2 separate regions of the Sus scrofa genome follow, and region 2 is linked to region 1. The links are chromatin contacts, called in public Hi-C maps. All regions are on one chromosome and are shown on one strand. The core of a region is the stretch at or near the end of the contact, and the rest is flanking DNA. Distances in the headings are between cores, read along the strand shown.

Evidence for each region. A called contact is a pair of places that touch in the nucleus more often than the background predicts.
Region 2: a Hi-C map of liver shows a contact between it and region 1, with 2.2 times the contacts expected there. A contact is called at or near these places in 1 of 5 promoter capture datasets (fetal skeletal muscle), 6 of 47 Hi-C or Micro-C datasets (embryonic fibroblasts, liver and skeletal muscle) and 1 of 2 datasets of targeted methods (skeletal muscle).

Annotation. Positions count from the first base shown.
Region 1 is chr5:80,622,989-80,628,559 of Sscrofa11.1, forward strand. NT5DC3 (5'-nucleotidase domain-containing protein 3) reads left to right here and starts at 2,681. Exons shown (of 15, transcript XM_005664189.3): 1 at 2,681-2,930. The coding sequence starts at 2,732.
Region 2 is chr5:80,668,878-80,674,448 of Sscrofa11.1, forward strand. It overlaps NT5DC3 (5'-nucleotidase domain-containing protein 3), which reads left to right. Exons shown (of 15, transcript XM_005664189.3): 9 at 58-160; 10 at 682-783; 11 at 3,393-3,474; 12 at 4,714-4,800. Among named protein-coding and RNA genes, the nearest start is that of NT5DC3, 46 kb to the left of the region's middle.

The DNA.
Region 1 (5,571 bases), core at 1,431-3,930:
GTGCTTTGGGTTACTCATGTTCTATAAATGACCTCTTGACAGCTTTTGATCATTTGCAGCCTTCTGAGGGAAACTGAGCACATTTGGGATAGGAGATGTTGGCCTCAAGGCATGAGCCAGCAGTATTCGGAGGGCTAGGAATAGCACCTCATTAAGGGAGCACTCACTTAAATTAAACTACCACAGCGCTCAGAGTTCTAACACAGTGAGCTCGGCCATGTGCGCCAGTGCAGATAAGCTACAGGGGGCTCAACGCTTGGACTGGATGCCTACTACAATTTCAGATAAATCAAAATATGCTTTGGGAAAAGGGAAAAAGGTTATGAGAGGTTATTTCCATTTCCGCTGAGGAAAAGACCCGATGGAAGACATGAAGTAATGTTGAACGATGGAATGGCCTAGAAAAAGAAGCAACAAAGAAAAAGAAAGCTTATTCCTCTAAGAGTTTATCTTTGGATAAGATGGATGGTGCAGCAAAGCTTTCACAGCAAAGGATTTTGTCAGCTAAAAGCAAGAGTGAAGAAAGCCAAATGACCACAATTTACCAGCATCCCCTGCTGAGGTCTTGTAGCACAAATAATCCTGGGAATCCATATCTGAGCTCATTTCAGAGAAGTGGCTTTTTCATAGCCCAGATGATAGTCCAATTCCTCATAAGTTTTTTTTTTTTTTTTTTTTTTTTTTGCCAAGAAGATCTCATTTTGAAACAAAATTAATGAAGACCTCAAATGATATTAGTAAAAATAAAAATTATCATGGGCTCTTTCGTGTCTGTAATTTTTTTCTACTTGTCTTTATTTAGACCTCTTTGCTAAGATATTTTCTTGTAAACCTCTTAGGAATGAAGATAATGGAGGCCTGGGGATTTTATTTTTTAGCCACTTAAAATATTGTAACAGATTGTAGCTAAAAAGAACAACTTTTAAGTGATTCATATTTCTGTGGTAGGTAGAAGAATGTTGATCTTACAAGATTCTATAGCTAAAAATATATTGAAGCAATGTTATAAAAGTTCTAATTGTGAGACTTTTACATTACTGTCATCTATGAATTTATGAATTAATGTTTCATGTAAACAAAATTTAGTTCCTGTCACAACTTTTTAAAGTAACATGAGGAAGAAAAGATATCAACTGGAATAAACTAAAACCATAAAGTAGGTTTAAAGTACTAGAGTTCACGGATTTGATATCTTATCTGTTTTAAACACTTTAATGGGCTCTCATTTTTATCAGTGATTTGTAAGATATTACCTATTAACTGTTAAGGATTATTTATTGGCTTCCTCCTTCCTTATCACCCAACTAAATTGTACCTACTACATTAAATCCAGGTGAAGAATGGACTCAGCTAGGTGACTTTTTTTTTTTTTTTTGTCTTTTTGCCTTTTCTAAGGCCTCTCCAGAGGCATGTGGAAATTCCCAGGCTAGGGGTCTAATCGGAGCCGTGGCCTATGCCTGAGCCACAGCAACGCTGGATCCTTAACCCACTGAGCAAGGCCAGGATCAAACCTGCAACCTCATGGTTCCTAGTCAGATTCGTTAACCACTGAGCAACAACAGGAACTCCTTAGATAAGTGACTTTAAGAATGCTATTCACCTGTCTTAGCCTCAATTTCATCACTTTAAAAATGGAGTATTAGGTTGCATACTTGTTAGGATTACTGAGAGGACTGCATGAGAAAACTCACATTGCAAACACAGAGTAGTTTACTGTCCATCAAAGGTCTAACCCTGAGGCCATCTTTTTCCAGGAAGACATCTCCCAACCCCCTCCAGCCCACAACTTGATGCTTTGGGTTATTTGTCTCCCAGGCAGAGAGTTAGCCCTGATGGTTACTCATTACATTTCACCAGCTCCCCGCACAGTTGCCGGGTAGCCTGGCAAAGCCCTCGAAGTTCAGAGATTATCAGTCGGGTTCTGGGTGGGCTGTATCAGATTTTGCTGCAGAAGCTAGTTTGACCAGTCCATATACAGCAATGTCGCTTGTTGGCGTTTACTGCTTATTTGGCTTTGGTGGAACCACAGTGCACAGAGTGGGTGCAGCCTCCCAGGTCTGAGAGAGACAGGTGCACCACGCTGGTGAGCAGGGGAGTGGTGTCCCAGGGGCCTTCCTCCGGAGTCAGAAATCTCCGAAGGGACAGTGGCCTTCCAGGCTGTGCAGCGGGGGTGCCCTTCAGGCACATCAGCCCACGTGCGGGCCCTCTGCCCAGCTGCCCACTCAGGATTCAAGCTAGCCGTTGGGGCACGTCCCAGACCCGCACCCGCGATCCAGGGGAGGTCCAGACTGCTGAAGCCATTAATGTGGAGAGGGCACCTCCTGGGGCTGGGGCCAGAGGCACATGGTCAGTACAGCCTGGGTTGGGAGACGGTCACAGGTCGCAGGAGGAAGTGCTGCGAGGCTCGGCGGGCGGCGCCGAGGTCATCTCGCGGTTCAGGGCCAGCAGAGTCGTTCCATTCCATGTGACCTAGGCTGACGGGGCGATCGCGCCAAATGGTGAAGAAGCGACTGCAGCAGCAGGCTCGGGCGCAGGGCCCAGCGGTTCCCACAGCCCGGGACTTTTCTGCCCCGCCCACCCCCCGCCCCGTCAAGACCCCGCCCCCCGCGGCGGCCCGAGGGGCGGGCCGCGCCGCCACGTGCTCGGACGTAGGGACTCGCCCGCCCACTGGGCAGAGCGCGCGGCAGAGCACCGGCGCTGGGGCGCCACTCGCAGCCGGGCGGCGGCAGGCATGGCCTCGGCAGCGGCGGCGGTGGCCCGTGGAGCGGGTGCAAGGGCGGCTGCTGCCCTGCGGGGCGGCTGCGGGACCGCGGCCCGGCGGCGGTCGCGAGCGAGCCTCGCTCGGCCCTTATGCACAGCACCTGGGACCGCCCCGGACATGAAGCTCTACCTGTGGGAGCGCTACCGGGAGGCAAAGAGAAGCACGGAAGGTGAGTGAGGCGGCGCCCTCCACCCTGAGCCCCCAGTACTTGGGGGGCCCCCTCCTCGCTGTGCTGGGGCGCCAGGTCCGGCCCCATGCGGTCAGCGGGGAAGCCTGCACCCCCAGACCCGCGGCGGTCCGCTGCTGACCTTTAGAGCTCCCCCACCCCCTCTGCATCGTGACCCTCGGTCGTTCCCAACCCCAACCGCGGGCGACATCGCCTCTGCAGTGCAATTCCGGGTAACGCGGAAAAATGCTCCTCCAGAAACTTTACAACTCTTGCCTTTCTCCTGTTGGAAAAGCCGCTTTATCAATTTTGGGGTTTTTAGCTAGAAATCTGCATCGGAAGCGCTTTCGGGGTGTCCAGGGGGTGCCACAGACATACTTGAAAGACAGTCACCCCCACGCCCCGTTAGGTATTGGTATTACTAAACAATAATGATAGTAACAGCCGGAGTCCGGCAGGCGGCGGATTTACCCTGGCTTTTGGATGCTGGGCAGGTGGCAGTACTCGGAAGCTGATTTGTTTTCCTTCTTTGTTTCAGGGGATAGGGTAGGATTTGCTGTGCTTGAAATAGGAGGAGGCCAGGTTGGAGTGTTCTGAGTTATCTGCTAACCTCAGCGACAAGGGGGTTCCAGGGAATGACCACTTTGTAGCCAGATGAACGTAAAATCAGCTTGGTGTGGTTGTTGGTAAGGCAAGGGGGAGGGATGGAAAGAGGACCCAGTAAAGACTAGTGTCAGACACATAAATTGCTCCCTTAATTCTTCCTTGTATTTATGAACGAGGTGCCACATCTCCATCCATAGATGAGAGAGGTCAGACTCAAATTTAAGGATCCTGGCCAAGGTCACACCTTGACCCCTGGTCTGTCTCAGCCCCCAACCCATTGTCCTCTTTGCTGCACTGCCTTGCAGTAGCAGCTGACCATTTGGGAACTGGTGTAAAGGGCCAGTGACAATCCGTTGGTGCTGCTTCTTTCAGGGAAGATTCAGAAAAGCAATCTTTATACTGAATTTTTTGGGGAAGGGGCAGAGGAGGTGGCATAGAGAGAGAGGGAGAGAATATTTTGTGAAATCACATTTTCCATCTTTTGGCTGGAAGTCATGTTTTTTGTTCTTTTGCATTGTTTTTTGTTTTGCCATGTCCTCGGCCTGTGAAAGTTCCCTGGCCAGGGATTAGACATGCGCTGCTACAGTTGCAGCATTGGATCCTTAACCTCCTGAACCACAAGAAACTGGCCAGAAGTCATGTTCATGAGCACATGAGGCTTATTTTCACCAGCTGGGATAATTTTCTGAGGGAACTCAACGTGGCTCGTGATGCAGAATTCTATGAAATAGGGCTTGTTTTAGTTTTCCTTTGCTCAGTGTTTGGTGTTGCATTGGTTTTTGAGGTGGTGTGTGGTGGCAAGAAGACTGCTTTGGAGACCTTGCGAGTTGCAGGTCTTAGGTGAAAGAAATGAAAGGTCATGTAGCCCAGCTTTGGGGCAGGCAAGGCTTTAAATTGAAATTTTAAATTGAGATAATTTTATTTCATGCACTTGGAAGAATTAATACAGGGATCCAACATCATCTTTAACCAGTTTTTAGGTGTTGCATGTACTATATCAATAGCGCTTTCATTTTTATTGCTGAATAGTATTCCGGGCTGCATATGTATCACAGTTAAACAGCTGGTTTAAGCATTGTGAACTGTTCAGTCATGCTTCACTCATCAAACAACATCGGGGTTGTTCCCCGTTTTTGACGATTACAAATAAAGCTGCTATAAGCATTTGTGTACAGGTTTTTGTGTGAAGATAGTGTTTTCGTTTCTCTAAATGCCATTGCTTTGGTTGATTGGCAATTGTGTGTTTAGTTTTATAAGACGAGACAGGCAACATTTTTGCCATTCCCGTTTTATGGATAAGGTTTGCTGCTGCAGGTTGTGGGCCTCTGGGCACATCACGAAGCTCCAGTTTCCTCATTGGTCAAGTGGGGATGGTTGTGGCGGGGAGTGAGAGAACCCATCCGTGGAAGGCATTTAGCACAGAGCCTGGCGAATGAGACAGCCGAAGGGTTGGGTGATGAAGATCAGCTTCTGGCCAAAATTGGGCTGTGGTGGCAGGTAATCCCAAGGTGGTTTTGGAGTAGGACAGCTCAGGGGAGAAATTTGAGACTTGGTAGCTCAGTGACCTTGGTGGCAAGTTCCTTTTCTCTGACCTCAGCTTTCTTAACTGTAATGGGGAGATCAGGTGAAGCTTTTTTTTTTTTTGTCTTTTTGCTATTTCTTTGGGCCGCTCCTGTGGCATATGGAGGTTCCCAGGCTAGGGGTCGAATTGGAGCTGTAGCTGCCAGCCTACGCTGGAGCCACAGCAACGCGGGATCCGAGCCACGTCTGCAACCTACACCACAGCTCACGGCAATGCCGGATCGTTAACCCACTGAGCAAGGGCAGGGATCGAACCCGCAACCTCATGGTTCCTAGTCGGATTCGCCAACCACTGCGCCACGACGGGAACTCCAGGTGAGGCTTTTTAATGTGGGCTTGGCACCCAGCAGATGCTCAGGAGATAGTAGCTCCTGTGGTTATTAAATAACCCGTCTTAGACACACTTAGTAAGCAGTGGAGGTGGGTTAGTTAGCGTTAGGGTCCAGGTCTCCTTTAG
Region 2 (5,571 bases), core at 2,289-4,788, 47 kb after region 1:
TGTTGATTGACTGATTTCACCCAGAATCTGTGTGTGCATTTGTTCTCTTGCTCTTAGAAAAGTATATCTGTTACGCCGAGCAGACCCGAGCGGTGTTGGCCAAACTGGCTGATCATGGCAAGAAGATGTTTCTCATCACCAATAGCCCCAGTAGCTTTGTGTAAGTCCTCCATTTCCTGGCTAGCTTCTGGCTCTCTTCCTGGATTCCATGGATTTTGTTTTTTCATTTTTTAAAGTTTTATTGAAGTATTGTTGATGTACAATGTTGTGATGATTGCTGCTGTACAGCAGAGTGATTCTGTTAAAAATAATCCATTCGTGTTCAGATTCTTTCCCCGTATAGATTATGAGAATACTGGGTAGCATTCTCTGTGCTGATACAGCAGGTCTCTGTTGGCCAGTCATTCCACATACCTTAGTGTGCATATGCCAGTGCCCACCCCCCATCCACACCCCCCTCAACCTGACCCTTTGGTAACCATACATTTGTTGTCAAAGACTCTGAGTCTTTTTCTGTTCTGCAGCTAAGTTCATTTGTATCCTTTTTTTCGCTTCCATATAAATGATACGTGATGTTTGTCTTTCTGTCTGACTTCTAATAGTTGGAAATCTGAAAGAGAAATTTGCGAGGATAGTTAATCCCTTTAATGTTAGACTAACATGGCTGGCATGTTGTTCCAGGGACAAAGGGATGAGGTATATTGTTGGAAAAGACTGGCGGGACCTGTTCGATGTGGTCATTGTTCAGGCCGAGAAGCCAAACTTCTTTAACGATAAACGGAGGTAAGTGTCTATCTTTCTAGGGACTAGATTTTATTCATTTGCTGCTGTAAATACTTACGTAATGTGTCTTGGTGCAATCCAGTTGGAAAATCACAAGCTTCTAATGTTACAGCATTTGACTTTTAGCCCTTCTAGCAGGTAATTTCAAGGCAGTGAGATGAGTACATAGCAGACAGCGTACACCTATTGAAACTTTTTTTTTTTTTTTTTTTGTCATTTTGTCTTGTTAGGGCCACACTGGTGGCATATGGAGGTTCCCAGGCCAGGGGTCGAATCGGAGCTGTAGCCGCTGGCCTACACCACAGCCACAGCAACTCGGGATCTGAGCAGTGTCTGTGACGTACACCACAGCTCATAGCAACACCGGATCCTTAACCCACTGAGCAAGGCCAGGGATCGAACCCACAACCTCATGGTTCCTAGTCGGATTCGTTAACCACTGCACCACGACGGGAACTCCTGAAATGGTTCTTAGTTCAGGCTTTAAGAACACGATTTTCAGCAATGAAACATCCAAAATTAATATCACTCAGTAAATTAGATCTAGGTACAGATGCATTGTGAAGCATAACAAAACAGCAGCAGCAAGAAACCACCTGCTGGGTATCTCCCTTTTTTGGGGGTGTGGCCACACCCTCAGCATGCCGAAGGAACTTCCCAGGCCAGGGATCAAACCTGAGCCATAGCAGTGACAGAACTGAGTCCTTAAGTGCTAAGCCACCAGGGAACTCAGGGTCTTAAAATGTCTTTTAACATGTGGACAGACTGGTTCACTGAAAGTCAACCTGCCCACTTGCACTAGATTATAAAAGAACTCATATTTGTATCCTAATGGCCTACTTCTAAAACACTTTTACCTGCGTTTCTCTATTCTGCAATTGGTAACCTTGCAGCCTTTCTCTCTCTGCTACGTGACTTAAAGCATCATAATTTGGTGCCTTATAGTCAGGGTTGAGTGAATTAAATTCCTCTTATAATGCTGAATTCCAGTTTTCCAAGTGTCCCAGTGACTCCTGGAAGACGAAGCAAACCTAAGAACCAGGTGCAGAAACTGACAATTCAAGAGAACGCAGGAAAAACTAGAGTATTGCTCAAAACCAGCAGTAAACGCTGGCTCACTGCTTGGTCCCTGCTAAAATGCCCTCTGCCTTTTCTTCTTAGATTCCAGAGGGCGGTCAGGGCGGGAGCCTCCTCTCCTTTCCCCGGGGACCTTCCTCCTTTGCCGTGTTTATACACAGAGGCCAGACGGTGTCTGAGACAGTCTCCCCGGGAGGGGCCCTGCTCAGCTGTGCCCCTCACTCTGGGTGCCCGGATTAAGAATCCTCCACCTCCGTCCAGCCCCGTTTTATTTGTCGTGATGAAGGTTAGAAACGACCGAAAGGAACATCCATATGAGGGGATATTATGCAGCCCTTAAAAATAAGGTGTTTGAAAAAAAGAGGCAGTGAAAAAAAAAAAAAAAATGAGTTCCCGTCGTGGCGCAGTTGTTAACGAATCCGACTAGGAACCATGAGGTGGCGGGTTCGGTCCCTGCCCTTGCTCAGTGGGTTAACGATCCGGCGTGGCCGTGAGCTGTGGTATAGGTTGCAGGCGCGGCTCGGATCCCGCGTTGCTGTGGCTCTGGCGTAGGCCGGTGGCTGCAGCTCCGATTCAACCCCTAGCCTGGGAACCTCCCATATGCCGCGGGAGCGGCCCAAGAAATAGCAACAACAACAACAACAAAAAGACAAAAAAAAAAAAAAAGAGGCAGTGAAAGTGTTTCATGACTATAAAAAGTGATGTGTGAAGACTAATCACATGGGGAGGAGCTCACAGCCTTGGAGAAAAGGAGATAGGGACCAGTATGTGCAAATCCCCCTGGTTTTATGTCCATAAGGAAGAGGAAGATCGAACAGTATCCACTGAGATGGTGTGTTTCAGAGTTCTGGAATCACGCGTGGTTTTCCTTTTCTTCATTGTATTTTTCTGCATTTTCCACTTTTTTTTTTTTTTTTTTTTTGCAGTGAGCATAGATTTTTCTAACAGAGAGGCAGTCCCAAGTCCATGTTACCCAAGAAAAGAAAAAGGACACATAAGCCTGGTGTTTTGTAGACTAGCACCCCCAGGGTGAGGAACGAGCCTTTATTCCCCACCCCCCGCCCCGCCCCATTTTCCATTAGAAAGTCATGTGCCCAGTTTTAATGTATTTTGTATCTAGATTGGGTGAATGTCAGGGCAAAGCTGGATAAATGTTCTAGCATTATCTCCATAAGCGGTGTGTGAAACAGTTTCTGCATGGCCACAGAAGTTTGGGAAATCTGGGTTAAAGAAAAGCTTCATGGGAGGGCTCTTCAGAGCCGTCAGTGGTTTTAAAGAGGGCCATACATAGTGCGTAGTGTTTTCCAAATTGATTTGACCCTGGAGTTCTTTTTCCACCAACCTCCTTTGGCTCCTGAGGTCCACAGTTTTTGGGGTATATTGCCCGAGGCCAGGGAACGTTGGTGGTGGGCTTTCGTTTTTGGTTGATGAAGCTCTTTGCTGTTCCCAGGAAGTAACTGTAATTTCTCACACAGCAGACAGCAGCTTGCGCTGCTCCCACGCGTCCTAATGTTTCCTCTTTCTGTTGCTAGACCTTTTCGAAAGGTGAATGAGAAAGGCGTCTTACTCTGGGATAAAATCCACAAGTTGCAGAAAGGCCAGATTTACAAGCAGGTATCTCGTGACCCATCTGTCCTTTCTGTTGCTGTGCTTTGTGGTCAGTTAGAAGGACAGTGGCTGACATTGGTGGAGGCTTGCCACGTGCCGGGCAGAGTTCTGGGTCCGATGCTGGAACTGTTTGTAATGTGGTGGCGGAATTTCAGCTTCAGTCAATAGTTTCAACATGCTATGTCTCAGTTCATTCGGCATCAAACAGTTTTTAAAAAACAAAATTTAAAGTATCTTCTTTTCATAGGATAAAAAATTCAAGATGCCAGTAGTGAACCTTGGAAATGTCTCTTTAAGAAGTATTAAAAAAAAAAAAAAAGTATTTAATCCCATGGCATTGTATTCACTCAAATGAGTAATTATTTCCTGATGAACTGTGTTTTATGTACGGTTTTGGTTTTTTTTTGGCCTCCCCCAGGGCATAGGGAGTTCCCAGGCCAAGAATCAGGTCTGAGCCATAGCTGTGAACGAAGCTGCCGCTGCGGCAACACCAGATCCTTTAACCCACTGTGCCTGCTGGGGATTGAACCTGTGGTCCTAGAGCTGCAGAGACACTGCCAATACTTTGGTGCCACAGTTTTGATGTATTTTGTTATCATATAAAGCTCTCCCATGTTTGAGTAAATGATTGAATTGCTGACCATTATTGTGTAATTGAAGTTAGTTTTTTTTTTAATCTCATAATTTTTTTATATCTGTGTAATATTTATAATACATAATATTATACTGTACAGTTTTTTTTTTTTTTTTTTAATACTGATACATTCCTGGTGGATAGTAACAAACTGCTGGATTTGGCACTAATATATTTTCCAGGCCTGAGAGATTAGTTTTAATACAGCCATTCCACTTCTAGGACATGAGCCTAAGAAAATTATTCAGACATAGCTTTGCTATAAGACTGTTTATTAGGAAGTTACTTACAAAGAGATAACAAATAAATGTCCAGCGTCAGAATTGGTAAGGTGAATCATGGGCGTTCTCAGCTCTTGAAAGCTGAGGGAATATTTATTGACGTGATCACAGAATGTTAAGTGAAAAAACTAGATTATTTCAAAGAGGTATATAAAATATGAATCCTTTCTGAAAATACATTTGACTTAGAAGAAAGGTCTGAAAGACTTCAGGTCAAGGTGTTTTCATATTTTAATATTTAAATGTAAATGCAGAAACATTCTTTTAAGTTTTAGATATCTTGGGCCTCTATCTGTCATATGCTATAACACCTCTGTTTTTCTATTGCAGGGCAATTTATATGAATTTTTGAAGCTTACCGGATGGAGGGGATCCAAAGTGTTGTATTTCGGTGACCATATATACAGCGACCTGGCGGTGAGGACACATTTTCCCTGTTGTTGTGTTGGGGTAGGATGTTGTTAGGCCCACTTATTGAGAAACTTGTCTTTTGTTTAAGACTGTTTTTATACTTTTCATAAAAATGAGTAGTGAACCACATTTTTTTTTTTTTTTTTGGTTTTTAGGGGCATACCTGTGGCATATGGAGGTTCCCAGGCTTGGGGTTGAATTGAGCTGTAGCCACTGGCCTACACCACAGCCACAGCAACAAGGGATCCCAGCCGCGTTGATGACCTCTACCCCACAGCTCACGGCAACGCCGGGTCCGTAACCCACTGAGCAAGGCCAGGGATCGAAGCTGTGGCCTCATGGATGCTAATCAGATTCATTAACTGCTGAGCCACAATGGGAACTCCCACATTTTTTTTTATAATTTCAAAAAAATTTAATGATTTTTATTTTTTCCATTTATAGTTGGTTTACAGTGTTCTGTCAGTTTTCTGCTGTACAACAAAGTGATCCAGTCTCACACACACAGAGACACACACATATGTATATACACAGTCTTTTTCTTGCATTATCCTCCATCATGCTCTATTACAAGTGACTAGATATAGTTCCCAGTGCTATACAGCAGGATCTCATTGCTTATTCATTCGAAATGCAATAGTTTGCATCAGTTAACTCCAGATTCCCAGTCCATCCCACTCCCTCCCCCTCCCCCTTGGCATCCATAGGTCTGTTCTCCGTGTCCATGAGTTTCTTTCCTGTGGAAAGGTTCATTTGTGCCATATATTAGATTCCAGA